2 separate regions of the Mus musculus genome follow, and region 1 is linked to region 2. A link is a contact called in public HiChIP or PLAC-seq data. All regions are on one chromosome and are shown on one strand. Each heading gives the region's core, a stretch centred on a gene start, on an enhancer-like site or on the middle of the called end of the contact. The rest is flanking DNA. Distances are from core to core; before and after follow the strand shown. Region 1 holds the start of Disp2 (dispatched RND tramsporter family member 2). Region 2 has its middle 7.9 kb from the start of Fsip1.

What was found. HiChIP or PLAC-seq counts read pairs in DNA pulled down with a chosen protein or histone mark.
Region 1: a contact with region 2 is called in an H3K27ac HiChIP or PLAC-seq map of large pre-B cells, with 5 times the contacts expected there. The contact joins the promoter of Disp2 here to the enhancer-like site in region 2. A contact is called at or near these places in 3 of 39 promoter capture datasets (the HPC-7 cell line, hippocampal neurons and pre-B cells), 1 of 15 datasets of contacts at CTCF or cohesin (large pre-B cells), 2 of 115 datasets of contacts at active chromatin or transcription factors (embryonic stem cells and large pre-B cells) and 1 of 9 other capture datasets (embryonic stem cells).

The regions. Positions count from the first base shown.
Region 1 is chr2:118,777,327-118,781,744 of GRCm38.p6, forward strand. It overlaps Disp2 (dispatched RND tramsporter family member 2), which reads left to right and starts at 2,393. Exons shown (of 8, transcript NM_170593.3): 1 at 2,393-2,618. It overlaps Phgr1 (proline/histidine/glycine-rich 1), which reads left to right. Exons shown (of 4, transcript NM_001145644.2): 4 at 389-839. The coding sequence ends at 709.
Region 2 is chr2:118,262,684-118,266,952 of GRCm38.p6, forward strand. No RefSeq gene overlaps it. Among named protein-coding and RNA genes, the nearest start is that of Fsip1, 7.9 kb to the left of the region's middle. Within about 2 kb of position 1,273, at least 56 of the 459 cell types and tissues checked have an H3K27ac peak or open chromatin away from gene starts, as enhancers often do. A contact at or near this core is called in pre-B cells, where this site is marked.

The DNA of each region.
Region 1 (4,418 bases), core at 1,143-3,642, 520 kb after region 2:
CTTTGCCCCTGAGTGTAGTAAGCTGTCATTTCTAGCAAGGCAGAACTTGTAGACATTTTGCCAGGGCCTCCAGGATGGGGAAGATAATCTTGTTTCTTACAAATAAATAACTGAAGATTCAGGAAAAGAGGTCACAGCTCTGCAAAAGGGATAAACCTAAAGCATCCAGACTCTTTCCCCTTTTCATTGCCTGATACTAAAGGGCTTCACTGCAAAAGAAGCAGGGCTAGGAGCAGTTCCTTGCTATCTGTATCACCCAACTTCCTACTACACCCCTTGCAGATGCCCAGGAATCCTGAGTCCCTTGGGGAGGGGACGTAAAGAAGAATCGACTGCAGCCATTGGCATTGGCTTTGTACCCTGGCATTTCTCTTTTGGCTTTCCACAGGGGCATTGTGGGCCACCCCCTGGCCATGGTCCGGGACACTGTCATGAGGGACATCACCCTCCAGGACCTGGTGGTCCACACCCTGGCCATGGCCCAGGACACTGTCCTGGAGGACATCACCCTCCAGGACATGGTGGCCCATCCCATGGCCATGGCCCAGGGCACTGTCCTGGAGGACATCACCCTCCAGGACATGGTGGCCCATCCCATGGCCATGGCCCAGGGCACTGTCCTGGAGGACATCACCCTCCAGGGCATGGTGGCCCATCCCATGGCCATGGCCCAGGGCACTGTGGCCCTCACCCTGGTCCACATCACTGAGAAATCAGAAGAAATGAAGACACAAGATGAGGAGTCTGCATGGAATCCCCAGCTGACCTGGCACCGGGTCTAAACTAGAATTTTCCCTTGCAAATAAATAGCCTCTTGGAGGCCATATTTGTTGTTGTTAGAGACTGTCTTTCTTCATATCCGACTGGTCCTCAGAGCCCAGTTCTATCTAAATTTCATTACTATGAAGGCCAGATATCCGTCTTGGCATTCTCAGAAACTTGACTGAGTGGTACCCACAACATATCGCTGCTGAAGATCACTGATCTGATGGGGGCTTCCACAGCTCTGAGTACATTCTCACCATTTCCTGAAAACATACTGAACTCCCAACCTTCTTTTGTTACAGTCTCCTAAATCCCACTCCAGGTGAAGCATGCTCTGCCTGTCTTTCATGCCTTCACATTTCCAAAACCTCCCCAGCCAGCCGCAGCTCCACTGTCTCCAGGAAGCTTGCTTTAAAGCTATTCGAAAGAAATGTCTCTCTTTGTACCCTGCCCTTTCTCTGCCACAAATTGTAGATCAGAGGTGCTATCAACCATCTCCTAGGTCTAGCCACACCCTGGCCTCCTGGCACTGATTTAAGGCTGCCTTTATCTCTGCAGCCAACTGTAAGTCACTCAAGGCACTTACTTCTAAACCTCCAGATCCACTCAGCCCGGGCTCTAGAACCCGTGCCTGCCTAGACCAGCACTTGGACACAATTAAGGGATATCTTTAAGCCAAATCTCTTGAGTCTGACTCTCCTCAGCCCATTGCTTCTAGCTTGTCACCTCCATGCACAGCACAGCCAGGCCCAAAACAGCCTGCTTGTTGTGAAGTTTTTTTGTTTTTTTTTTTTTTTGTTTTTGTTTTGTTTTTGTTTTTTTGTTTTTTGTTTTTTGTTTTTTGTTTTTTCTTTTGCCTAACCAAATCTACCAAGGACTCCTCTACACTGAGGCTTCTCCTACTTCTGGTATTCACTATAATTCAACTACAGTTCTCTAGCCAGGCCTGCCCTTCCGACCAACACCTCAATTCCTTCACAGCTAGTCCCTCGTCGGGGCTGGCAAGTGCTCCGAAGTGGGTGGCTATCAGGTCTCTCTGTAGGTGGAGAGTGGTGGTAACTGCATGAAAGGGGCTGGGCATCCCTCCTCCTCTCACTCCCCCTATCCCTTGTTGCGCACTTAAAAGATTCGAGAAGAGGCTTTAATGTAGGAAGAGGCCGCAGGCTCAGAGCCAGGTCCAAAATGGGAGGAGTGACCCAACTCGAGCAGATACCCATCTCTCCCTCGGGAGGACAGAACACTGAGAGAAGCCTAGAGAAATAAGGGTATTTATGAGACCCAACCTCTCTGCTTCCCTGCGTTACAAAGTGTGGATGCCTGGGGTTCAAGTTGGGAGGATTTTACCCGGGTTGTTCCTTTTTAGTTTCTTGTAAAAAGTACAAGGCGTCCAGGAGGGACGGTCTGGCCATATTACTAAGGACAATGATGAGAGCTGGTCAGGGTAGAGAGGCCTGTACTGCAGCCTACAACCTTCGTGACAACGAACCCCCAGCCCCCCATGCTGCGGCTCTGCCGCAGCTCGTGTCCCTGTCTCCCCTCCATCCTTCCTGCCCTCTGTCCATTGGCGGATTTCTCTTCGGCCCCGCCCAGCGACTGGCCTCTGGAGCTGACGCATGCGCAAGATCCCACCGCTGCCGCTGCTTCAGCACCAGAGCCCGGACAGCGGCGCCGCCCACGGGCATGGACGGTGGTAGCAGCCCCAGCTGCTGCAGCGATCTTCTCTTTGCCAGTTTCTGAACCGCAAGCAGCGGCCTGAGGGGAATACATTAGCCCCAGAAGGCAGCTGCCGGAACAAGTAGGAAGAACCCCTCCGTAGATCCTGCTGGAAGATCTTCTCAGTAAGCCTGCATCAGGTATCCTAAATAGCCGCCGCCACATATCACCTCATCCATTCCCCAGCTCTCTTCTGAAAGCCTTTTCCCGAGGCGAGTATGATTGTACACCTTCATTTTGCCTGGCTAGTTCATCCTCTCTCATCGACACTTGATAATACCAGTTCTCGTTGCTTTCACCTCCTGGGGGACCTGCCCCACCCACTGTTCTCTCCTTTCCCCTAAGGCCGCAGATGTCCATTTCCTTAGCTTCTAGAGCTTCCCCAACTCCCTGAGGCCTTGCCTCTGCGTCTTTGCAAAAGGCCTCAGGACCGCAGCTATGTCGGTCTGCATGTCAGTGAGCAAAGGGGTGTGCATGTACAACGGGGGGAAAAAAGGCTGGCCAAAGCAGGTATCCTAGGGAGAGAAGGCGACATTTGGGATCTACACCACGGGCTGACTGTCTGTCCATCACCATCAGTTCCTTGTCTGCCCACTGCCATCGGTTGCTCTGCTGCCCAGCAAATCGTTGTTTGTTTTCCCTGCATGGCCTCCTGCTTGTGTACACACTGGCTTTAGCCTCCGTGTATGGCAAAAACTAGACTGAAGCCATGACCGCTGAAGGAGCCTGGGGGGGGGGGTGGAAGAGAAAAAAAAAAACCACCTTCCCACTGAGCGCCCATTCCCAGAACTGGGTACCCTTCATTTTTCTGACTTCATCAGACGTGTGGTGGAACAGTCTGGCCAGGTAGCAATATGGCGCCATTTGTGTGTCCTGCCTGACTCTGCCGCCCCCAGAATCTCTCTTCAGACATGACACTTCATCTCTTTCCTGCCTGGACTGAAATAAAAGGCATTTTTAAGAGGCAAAAGGCAGTTGCAGACACCTTATCTCAGATTATCGGATTTAAATTGTACATTCTGTTTCTCAGAAGCAGGAGAAAGCCCCACAGGTGGAAGCAAATGTTTTCTCCCTCTTTTATTAAATTATTACCCTGAGAGAGATAAAATCTTATTCAAGAGGGCAAATCACAGTATGGGTATATTCTCCAGACCAGAGCACAGGCCAGGGACTCTGCTTGGAGCCACAACCTGACCAAAAGAAGGTGGGACTGGGGCTGGGGGTAGGGGTTGCAGCTCAGTGATAAAGCATTTTTTTCTAGCATTGGCAAAGCCTTAGGCTCCATCCCCAAGCACTGCAGAAAAAAGGGGGGGGAGAGGAGGGAGGGAGGGAACAGTGACAAATCAGGGCAGGGCCCAGGACCAGGAGCATCTGTACAAGGGGCTACAGCATCATTGGCTGTCTGGCACATCTTGCCAAGGAACAGTCCTGTCTGGTCTCTTCATTTCTCCCAGGCATGGGAACTACTTGTTCTCTTCCAGCAGTCCTCTGGAACCCCTGCTGATCTCTGAAGTTCCCCAGAGACCGTGGATACTACACAGGCATAACAATTTTGTTCAACTCAAGAGAAGAAACACAAATATGCTCCTGTTGAATCAAGCACCACCCTGGGGATAGTTATACCATAAAAAGTACATACTATACACATCACACACACACAGAGATAGACACACACAGACACACTACACCACAAAATTATCACACAGACACACACAAACACACTACACAACAAACTCACATCACACAGACACACACATACACACAAACACACACACACACACACCACACACACACACACACACACACACACTGCAGTCCTTTCCTCCCAGTTCTAGAGATGAAACTTGAGCCTTATGTGTACAAAGAACATTACATCCTCATTTCCACCCTCAAGGTAACATGCAATTGTGATGCCAGCCCTCAGGTGGCTGAACAGGAAG
Region 2 (4,269 bases), core at 23-2,522:
ATTCATGAGTAGTTTTTGTAGAATGAATGTATTTTAAGCTAACTTCCCCTGGTCTTATTCCAGGGTGGGCACATATGGCAGTGTTGATTTGGGAGTTAGATTTTGTTTTTGTTTCCTGTCTCTCCTGCTCTTGACACCCGCCTTCTGAGTGGAGTCAGATTTGAAGGACTGAGAAAAAGCCCACATTGCATTCCATCTGGGCTCCAACTGCCAGATGCAGTGCCCCGGCTTCCCTCTTCGCACCATAAGCTCATGCCAACTGTAACGTTGAGATGGGAGAGCATAGTTATCACAGACCAAGCTCAAAAGCCTTTTCTTCCTAAGGGTTGTTAATAGTGTGCGCCACGATGGGGCCCCAGCTCCCCGGATTCTGTGCCTTACATCACTGGAAAAAAAAAATGACATTTACAGGATGCTCAAGACATGGCTCGGATTCTTCATTTCCCATTTATTTCCCCACACCCCCCTGGTTGGCATAATGATTGTGCAGATTTATATTTGGGAAGGTGAGCAGCAAAAGATTAGTGTCCGCTCCCCATCCCCAGTCACTGCAGAGCGAATCTGCCCTGAGATTCCACCAACAACCCACTTTCTCGGCCTCTTCCAGGGCCCGACTTTGACAAAGGGTTATTTGCGTCCACTAGATGGTGCTGGTTATCTGTGGAAATGACTAACCCCCACCTTCAAAAGTTCTTGCTTTCCTAGGATGTTAAGGTGTGATTTAAGAGACCACTGGACTGAAATCTCAGGGCCCTTGAACTGAGCGTGGGTGTGTCTTTAAATAGCCATTCAAGTGGGAGAAGTGAAAATTAGGTCTGAAAATAGTAGCAAATATTATAAATAGCCAATAGCAACCATTTGATGATTTCAGAAAAACAGGAAATTCTCACACTTATATAAAAAACAGCAGATGTGCAAACTGTGTGTTTTCTTCTACTTCCTCTTTTGTTATACAACTTCCAGCACCTTTTAGTCCAGTGTATCCACAGCGTGGTCCACATGAGCAAGGGTGAGCAGGGGAGTAAATCATGTCGAAACAGTGAAGCCCAGGTAACAAGTAGTCTCATTTTTATTCCAAATAAGATGCCTTTTGATAGAGTATCTTTTTATGGTATCAGCTTTAGCAAGTAGAAATGAACTAGAAATGATCACTTGGGGGTGCTGTTGTTAGTCCCTCTCCACTGATTCTGCAGGTCCAGGAGTACAGGAGCCTGAGTTTTAGCCAGTATAGCAGGCAGTGATTCTGAAACAATTGGACCCTGAGCCTACTGGGGAACCTGTAGGAGTTCCTGTTTCAGAGGCTGGGCGGTGGGGCCCGCTGCTGCTCCCAGGAGCTCTCTGGGAGATGGCTCCCACCAGGGCTCTGAAGAGTGGCAGCAGGTGCTTCCTTATGTAAAAACAAAAGTAGAAAATAGGAAATCTTTGGCCCCTCCCACTCTGCTCCATTGTGCCTCTGTGGAATGGAGTCAGGTCCTGGTCCATGGATACTTTTATTTCTTTAAAAAAAAAAAATCAGGATTTTCTTTTAAAGCCTTGATACTTTTTGATGTTTATTGTCCCCAAATCATAATGATGCCTTCAGATTTTTTTTAAAGTGAAAGGAGTTAGTAGGAACATTGTCATGTGACTTTCACTTATTGTCTGGGAATGTCAAGTGGAGCTTGCCAGACGGTGGAGATGATGATAATCAACTTGTACACTGCACACACATGTGCTTATCCCCCAACACACATGTCCACACACACACATATGCACATACATGCACACACACATGTGCTTATCCCCCCGACACACATGTCCACACACACATGCACACACACATGTGCTTATCCCCCCGACACACATGCACACACACATGTGCTTATCCCCCCAACACACATGTACACACACACACACACAAAACACAAAGATTAGTAGAGCAAGCTGCAGAGATTTGTTTTTAAGGACTTTTATTTTTGTTAATGTATTTGTATGTGTGAGAGAGCGAGTCTGTGTGTGTGTGTGTGTGTGTGTGTGTGTGTGTGTGAATGAGTGTGCACCTAAGCACATGTGAGTGTCTATAAAGGACAGAAGAGGGTATCTGGTACCCTTAGAACTAGAATTGCAGTTGGCAGTGGACTAATATGGGGGCTGGGAAGTGCACTCTGGTCCTCTGTAAGAGCACTAATGTAAGAGCACTCCTAACCACCAAGCCAGCTCTCCAGCCTCTAAGATTTGTTTTGAAATCCAGCAAACCAATGAAGACGAGGCTATGTTCTGATTCTTGCTGTGACTTGGGGATGGGGGTGGGGATCTTTTTAATTCTGCCCTTAAGAGTGCAGCTTGCCCTGGGGCATATAAAGTTTGTGTGTCCAATGGGCCTCTCTTTCCAGTGATGGCCGACTAGGCCATCTTTTGATACATATGCAGCTAGAGTCAAGAGCTCCGGGGTACTGGTTAGTTCATAATGTTGATCCACCTATAGGGTTGCAGATCCCTTTAGCTCCTTGGGTACTTTCTCTAGCTCCTCCATTGGGAGCCCTGTGATCCATCCATTAGCTGACTGTGGGCATCCACTTCTGTGTTTGCTAGGCCCCGGCATAGTCTCACAAGAGACAGCTACATCTGGGTCCTTTCGATAAAATCTTGCTAGTGTATGCAATGGTGTCAGCGTTTGGATGGAACGCCAGGGCCAAAAAGGGGGAGTGGGCGGGTAGGGGAGTGGGGGTGGGTGGGTATGGGGGACTTTTGGTATAGCATTGGAAATGTAAATGAGCTAAATACCTAATAAAAAATGGAAAGAAAAAAAAAAGAGTGCAGCTTGCCAAGTCCTCCTTCAGAGAAAGGGACAAGTGTTTCTTTTCCCTAAGGAAGTCCCCTCAAGTAACATCTACTTAACCTTCTCATTATGCTGCTGGCTCCAAAGTCAGGACAAAATACTCGACAAAAGCAACCTAAGGAAAGAAGGGTTGATTCGGGCTCACGGTTTGAAGGGATACAGTCTATCCTTGTGGTGAAGCTGCAGGAGCAGGCAGCAGGAGTGTGGAGTAGCTGGTTACTCCTGTCAGGGTGTAGCTGGGGGAAATGAACGCTGGTGCTCCAATAGGCCTTCTCCCTTTTGTTCATTCTGGGCCTCAGCCCTTGGGATGTTGTTCCCTGTATCCAAAGTATAGCTTCCCCCTTTGAGTTAAACCTCTCTGGAAATGTTATGGACACCTCAAGAGGGTCTCTCTCCTGCATGATTGATTCTAAACCCTGTGAAGTTGGCAAGGAAGATCAACTACTAATCATGTTGAAATGAAGTGACAGTGTAAGTTACAGAAAGCTTTACCATAAATTTCTGTATTTATTTCACTATAAAGTTAAGGAAGTGAAAACAGTTAACATAACACAGTGAATGCAGACAAAAACCAACACTAAAGGTCTTAAGCAGCAATGCATAGAAATCGTTTTGCAGTAACATTTCAGAAATAAATAATAAGTGGGTAGCCACAGAGACCCATTCATCAGTCAAGGTCAGGCTGCCCCATCCTGGCATTAATAAAGAGCTTGCATTTTGCATTTTCTCTTGAGGGTCTTTTTTATAGTCTAAATTCAAAACAATGTTTCTTTCAGAGCTTACATTATGTGAGGTAGACTGGGAGCAGTGTCTTCATCAATGCTGAGCACAACTCCTTATTTAATGGAGTCTGTTTTGTTTTCTCTTCATTTTTATTATAATAGAAAAACCAGAATTGCTATTCTAATTGATGTTTTATCTTCCCAGGACTCAACCTACAAACACACAAAACCACTTTATACATCTCACATCATTGGATGCTGGGTCTTTCTTTGCCAAGAGCTGCATGGCCAGAGGCTAGGCTCTTAACCTTCACAATCTGTTCCGCTAATACAATACGGGAAGCATTCGTGGAGAGCAGAGGGAGCCTTGAGTGTGGGAAGTCCTGGGTGAATGTGTATTGTTTGACACGGGCACAGTAGTATCAAGGACCCCAAAGCCTCCAACCCATGAAATCAGCAAAGTTCCTCCTGCCCTCAGAATGGGAACCAGAGGAATAGCCAGGCTTTCCTCTGTTCTCTGATTGGAAAATGCCCACCATGGTTTTCTCCCTGCTGGATGTTCCCAGCCTGAAGACTGCTCCTCTCTCTACAGAGACTGCTCCTACTGAGGTTAGTGAGACCTGCCTCCTGGATTATCTGCATGCAGTAACCCCGCCTCCCTGTTCAACAGTTTATAATAAACATGCTGAGCTTCTGGGCTTCTGGGTTTCTTCAGCAGAGATCCCAATC